Regions from separate parts of the Arachis hypogaea genome. Here region 1 is linked to region 2. Evidence: chromatin contacts called from public Hi-C data. All regions are on one chromosome and are shown on one strand. Each heading gives the region's core, a stretch centred on a gene start, on an enhancer-like site or on the middle of the called end of the contact. The rest is flanking DNA. Distances are from core to core; before and after follow the strand shown.

Region 1 (3,262 bases), core at 548-3,047, 650 kb after region 2:
CACGGTTTAAGCGGTGCGGGTTAGGAGGGATTTTGTTATTTGGCGGTCCCGATTTTCCAACCCAACTCGCCTTTTTTGGCGGGTTGCGCAGGCCGGCCCTACGGGTTTAGGCCCGTTTGCCACCCTTAGTTAATACTTTAACAGTTTACATTCATCTTGTACCTGCATCTATTAGACTCTTGTCAAAGCTACGTTTATGTGCATCATCCTGTAGGTGTATGTGTTATCATATTAGGGTTTTGTACTTTTGGTTTCGAATTAATATTGACTTTTGCAACTTGTTAACAGGTGCCAAAACTGAGGAACCAAAGGCTACTGGTGATTCATTAGGTCAGAAAGGTGCTGTTCTTATGGTCTGTAGGACTTGTGGGAAGAAGGGTGACCACTGGACTTCAAGGTGTCCCTACAAGGATCTTGCTCCACCGTCAGAGGGATTTGTCGACAAGCCTCCAACATCTGATGCTGCAGCTGCTGTTCCTGGTTCAACAAAGGGAGCATATGTGCCTCCTGGAATGAGAGCCGGTGCGGAGAGAACTGGATCGGACATGCGGCGCAGGAATGATGAGAACTCTGTGAGGGTCACTAACTTATCGGAGGACACAAGAGAGCCTGATTTGCTCGAACTGTTCCGCCCATTTGGCGCAGTGAGCAGAGTCTATGTTGCTATAGATCAAAAGACGGGCATGAGCAGAGGATTTGGATTTGTTAACTTTGTAAACAGGGAAGATGCACAGAGAGCAATTAACAAGCTCAATGGATATGGATATGACAATCTCATCCTCAGAGTTGAATGGGCTACCCCCAGGACAAACTAGATTCTTGATTGTTTTATGCCTCTTTCTTTGAATGGTCTCTTGAAATTTTCCCTAAATTTTTGCAAGAGAATTATATTGTCTTCATCCTTTGAGATTTTAAATTATTTTTAAATTAAAGTGAACTGCAATTCAAAATCAGTTGCGTTGATGAGAGAAGAGTTGTTTGCTTGGTTGCCTGATGAAAATCATATAACTAAAGTTTGATGGCCATGTTTCACTTTCGGTTTATACGCTACTATTTTTTGAGTTAAATATAAAAATAATAATTGGACAATCCATATTTGTATTGTGAAATAAGGATTTGATATATCTTGCCATTTCCAACTGGATCACTTATCAGTTTCTCAAGCTATATTTTTGCGGAATTACAGTTTCTATTGTTTATTCAACGATGTATATACAAGCAAAATTTTATTCAGAAACTGTTGGTTGATAAAATTCAGATGGGATTATAAAAAGTTTACATTTGAAAGCCAAAATTGTTGATAATGCTAAAATCCAAGATGGAACATGAGTGCAACTTAGTGCATAAGCTTCATTCCTTCATTCTCCTTAGCTCATTAGTATTAACAATTTAACATAGTATAACAGGGCGCATTAGTAAAATGTGGGTTTTTATTAATGTGAGGGTGATCAAGTTAGTGAGTATCTTAATTTCTTAATCTACATATCTCAAATTCAAGGATCTCTTTTTATGATGGACCACGTTTTAAATCATAAGTGATAAGTCCGGTTCAGCAAAGGAAGGAAAAAAAAAAAAGAGAGCGAGAGAATTTATCGGAACACTAGCATGCTTTGGATCCACTGATCCACATGAAAATATTCATATACAACATGGAATGGTTAATTTTGTGTTAAAAAAAAAAAAGATAAAGAAAAACAAATAATAATGTGGCCGAGATGGCGATATGGCCTTCTCTAGTAAGGACTTATCAATGACTAGTGCTTACAATTTTTGTGTAAAAAATAAAAAAAATGTTTTTTTTTTTCTAAAACAGAAAGTGTGCATGTGTGTGAAGGAGAAGGACCCTCCCCAAGAAGAGTACAAACCTTGGTATGTGCACTCTCTCTCTCTCTCTTCGCAAATTCTCTTTCTGGGTTGTACCATCCATGGCTTCCTTCGTTGAATCCGGTTGGCAGGTTCTGTCTTTTTCCTACATTTCACTTCATTCATTCGTTCGTTAATAAAGATCTCAACTTTGAACGCACCTCATAATTTTTACAATGTGCCCATTTAGAATTGGTGTTTGTTTCTTTTTCAATGTTTGACTCTTTTTTACATATTTGAACTTTGTTTTTCCTTCTTTCTTTTTTGATTTTTTCCCTGTGTGATTGCAGTTTTTGATCACGCATTTCAGTGACTTTCAATTGGCATGTTTTGGGAGTTTCTTTCTGCATGAGAGCGTTTTCTTCTTATCTGGACTTCCTTTTGTTTGGTTCGAAAGAGTTGGATGGCTCAGCAATTATAAGATTCAGGTTTGTCTATATACTTTATATATTTAACTTTTATGATTTATCTATATATGCTTGTTTTCTCTCCTAAGTTGTTAATTGCTTTGTGGATGTTTACTCAAAGCTCCAAGGATCAATGTAATTTGCTTTGGCAATGGTTGATATATTCCCTATGATAGTCATTGTTATTCAGCTATAAAATCAATTTTATGTATTAATTGTGTGATTTATTTATGTCATGTATGCAAGGAAATCAAATGGTTCTAGTTGATGATGATTTCAACCTTTTTGGTTGGTCATTCCTTAGAAAGTTTGTTCTTCCTCATCTGTATCTCCTACATAAGCAAAATTTCAATGCCAAATAGATATATCGTTCTGCATTGTTCTATGTGTTTAAAACAGTGAACATATTATATTAATCCTCCCGAAAGTGTTCATGTTTTGTCCAGAAGAAATAATTTTTTCACTCTTTCATGAATAGTAAGAGATGAATTTGTCAATTTAAAGGCCAGTGTTTTTGTTCTTCATATGTTTCAATTTCGTTAGGAATGAGATTGGGAGTTTACTTTAATATGATCATTTTTCTTGTTGATTTGAATAGGAGAAACTTAAATATGCAGCTTCTAAGATCTCTTTCTCTTTTCCCATTTTTGTCTTGGGAAGCTTGGTCTGTTAGATTTGAAAACTTCATTATTGCTTGCTTTCATCCAGGGGAAAAATAATAGCCCTGCAGCTCAGGAGAAATGTATCATTCGCTTAATACTGTACCATTTTGGTGTCAATCTACCAGTCGTGATTTTTTCATATCCTGTGTTCAAATATATGGGCATGCGAAGTAGTCTTCCATTGCCATCCTGGTACTTTTTCTTTCTTTAGAGCACTTTCAATACTAATGACATTGGAGCTCCATGATAGGAGCAATATATGTAGAAATTTCTAATATATATCTTCGCTAAGCTTACAAAGAAAATATTCATTTGATTTTGCAGGAATGT
Region 2 (3,040 bases), core at 446-2,945:
TTTATCCTTGCTTCATATTTGTGCCTTTTACTATCAACTTAACACACCCTGGAGACTAAGAACAACAGCGAAAATCCAATAATCTAAAAGCCATATCCTAGTCAAGAAATGATACATAACTTATAGTAATAACAAATTAACAATGCCTTCACAGATTCTCTAACAATGACAATAAGAAAAATAGACAGCTTAAAGAAAATAAAAAATTAGTACCTTTGACCTTTCCAGCCTTCTCCAGAGTATGCATAAGGTTCTGCTCTACCTTCATTTTGATTAACAGATACCTTGTTCTCCTCTGCAGGCGCAAAGCATCATCAAGATCCACATTATCCCTTCGCCTTTTCCTCCTTCTCCTTCTCTTAACTTTTTGAATATTCACTTCCCCATCAGCATCGTTCCTGTCGACAATAGGACAAAAAGAAATTTTCTCCCCCGGTTGCTTTGTCGAAGAGAGCATCTGCAAAGATTTCCCATCATTGTAATGCATATTTTGTCCAACAATCAATTTTTCACTTGAAGCATCTTTGATTGACCCCTTGATGGAAGAAGAATCAGTTGCTGTGCCCCTTGATGTGGCTGTGCAAACAACGAGTTTGTGAGGTTTCGATTTCAATTTCTGCTTCTTCCCTTGGCCTTTGTTACTACTTGTTTCGAATCTCGGTGACAAATCAAGCTTTGAATCAGTATGTTCCCTTGAGTGACTGGATTTTCTAAATCCTCTCTTATTTAACTTTTTCTCAGTATCTCGCATATTAATTGATCATGTATAACCCACAAGTTCAGCTGAGAATATCACTAAACAAATTCAGTGGAAGAAGAAAACTCTTATGATGTTCTAGACCATGATCACTAAACAAATTCAATTAGTCCTTTTAAGAACCATGACTCAACTAAGCTAACAAACACTTCCAGCCCCAAGGCAATTTATCCACAGCCAAATTTTTGGTCCAAACAAAGAAAGAAAAAGAAAAGAAAGCCACAAGACCTTAATTTTTGTTAAGACACCACAAGATGCAAGCTCAATTTTTTATAATACCCCACAAGTTCAAACCCAAAAACAACGAGAAACCCACTCGAGTTTAAGGCCAATTAAGGAAACTAACCTGTAAAGAAGTCAAAGTACGGTGAAAGATCTGAACTTTATGTAGCACTGAAGCTATCTCAAAAGGCAAAGCAAAAACCATTGAACCTTTTGAACTGAGTGGGTTATATGAATGTGAAATTGGGACTCAGAATCCCAATGTTCACAGATAGACTAGAAACAACGGCTAAGCTTTAAATGTTTCTTGTTGTTATTCTTCTTCTTCTTCCTAGTTCTTTTCTTCCCCCATTAACTCCACTTTTGTTGTGTAATGTGTTGTGTACCTTCTTATATAATTACAGTCCCAGAAAAAAGTGTTCACCACTGTTGTTTTGTCCCTCTCTTAATTTCTAACCGAAATTGCATCTTTGCCACAAACACAAGCAAATTTCCCCTTTGACAATTCTTTGATATTGTCTCTCAATTTTCAAATGAAATGTGATATGTAGAAGAGACAGAAAATTCTTCCTTTTCGAAGAGGATAAATTCCATCAAATGAAAGATGTGTATTGTGGAAAGCAAACGAAATTATTACTTGGTGAATTGAAGATATTGCCATTGTGGTTTTTAAAGGCATTTCATTATTTGCGTGAGAATAACAATTCAAAATGCGTTAGAAAAATGTTATATAAATAAGAAATAATGGATTTTAACAACTATACATGACAACTATTTTACACTAAAAGTAATATAAATATATATAAAAGCTTATTATGTGTAGCCATATAATTATATAGTATTTTATACTTATTGTATGACAGTACTGTAAGCAGCTGAAATGACCTATTATGTAATCAACTAAGATTAGGGTTCTTGTTGACTAATTCTGTATCATTTTAGCAATTAAAGGACACAATGATCTTTAACAAATTATAAAGAATTCAAATATATGGCAATTATCGTATAATATTAAACATTGTACCTTAAACATTGTATCTTAAGCATAAAAAATTAAACACACACATATCAAAAGAACATATTCAGTTAGGTTAGACCCCTGAGGTATTTGATTGATTTATTAAACTAAATCTTATATAATATTATGCATCTATTTATAATATTATATTAAATAATATAAAATGATAATTTTACACCTTTTCTGTAATAATATCATTTTAAAACAATTTTTTCTACACATTCCAGATACAAAAGAAAATTATCATGTAATCATTTTTCAACTAAAATATTTAAATAAAAAGTAATGGTTACATAATTAATTATACTAAAAATTGAATATACTAATAAATAATTATTAAAGTAAATTTGATTTTTCAAACATTTCCAAAGACACTCGTAGTCAAAATACAAAAAGTGTTTTTAAAGAGTAAAGACAAAATACAAAACTCATTATGTCATGAAGATGGTATTCTAGTGCCGAAAATTATTTTAGATATAAAAAAGAAATTGGTGTTTAAAGTGTTTTACAGAATTATAAAGGTGTTAGAAATACTGCTCAACACGCAGGTTCTATGATACTCATAGCAGAGATTTTTAGCAGAAATTTGTCACGTATCGTGTTCCCAAGCAACACGCAGGTAACGTGTTGACGTAGCAGAGATTCGGCACAATTTTCCAAGTCAACTTTATCAGAGATTTCCAACAGAAATTCGTCACATAGCAACTGCAGAGCAACACACAACATCCGTGATACCAGCGGCTCCAAACACGCGCAAGCCACGTATCTCCATCTGGTTAACACGCAGGATGCGTGATAAGATCGAATCGCCACATGTCCGCCATGCAGGTAACGTGTTGTAGGCTGTCTCCATGTAAGAAGCAAGCCTTGTTCTGGGAACTGGTGTCAATTGATGTTTAAGTTTGACTTCAGTTGTATAAAGGGAGATGAGGAGTGTGACTTGGCTCCATTTCATTTTCGTTCCCTCCTTCGCTATCACTATACAATCTCATCTCATGAGCCATGGCCATAGTCATTAGCAGCAATGATTTTTTTTCATTTTG

Evidence for each region. Hi-C and Micro-C count contacts between places; a contact is called where the count stands out from the background.
Region 1: a contact with region 2 is called in a Hi-C map of leaf, with 8 times the contacts expected there. The contact joins the promoter of LOC112801082 here to the promoter of LOC112801063 in region 2. A contact is called at or near these places in 6 of 8 Hi-C or Micro-C datasets (leaf and an unstated tissue).

Annotation. Positions count from the first base shown.
Region 1 is chr5:30,361,691-30,364,952 of arahy.Tifrunner.gnm2.J5K5, forward strand. LOC112801082 (methylsterol monooxygenase 2-2) reads left to right here and starts at 1,798. Exons shown (of 7, transcript XM_025843615.3): 1 at 1,798-1,955; 2 at 2,154-2,291; 3 at 2,979-3,124; 4 at 3,257-3,262. The coding sequence starts at 1,872. LOC112803376 reads left to right here. Exons shown (of 2, transcript XM_029298295.2): 2 at 289-950. The coding sequence ends at 815.
Region 2 is chr5:29,707,146-29,710,185 of arahy.Tifrunner.gnm2.J5K5, forward strand. It overlaps LOC112801063 (pathogenesis-related homeodomain protein), which reads right to left and starts at 1,696. Exons shown (of 10, transcript XM_072236985.1): 1 at 214-1,696.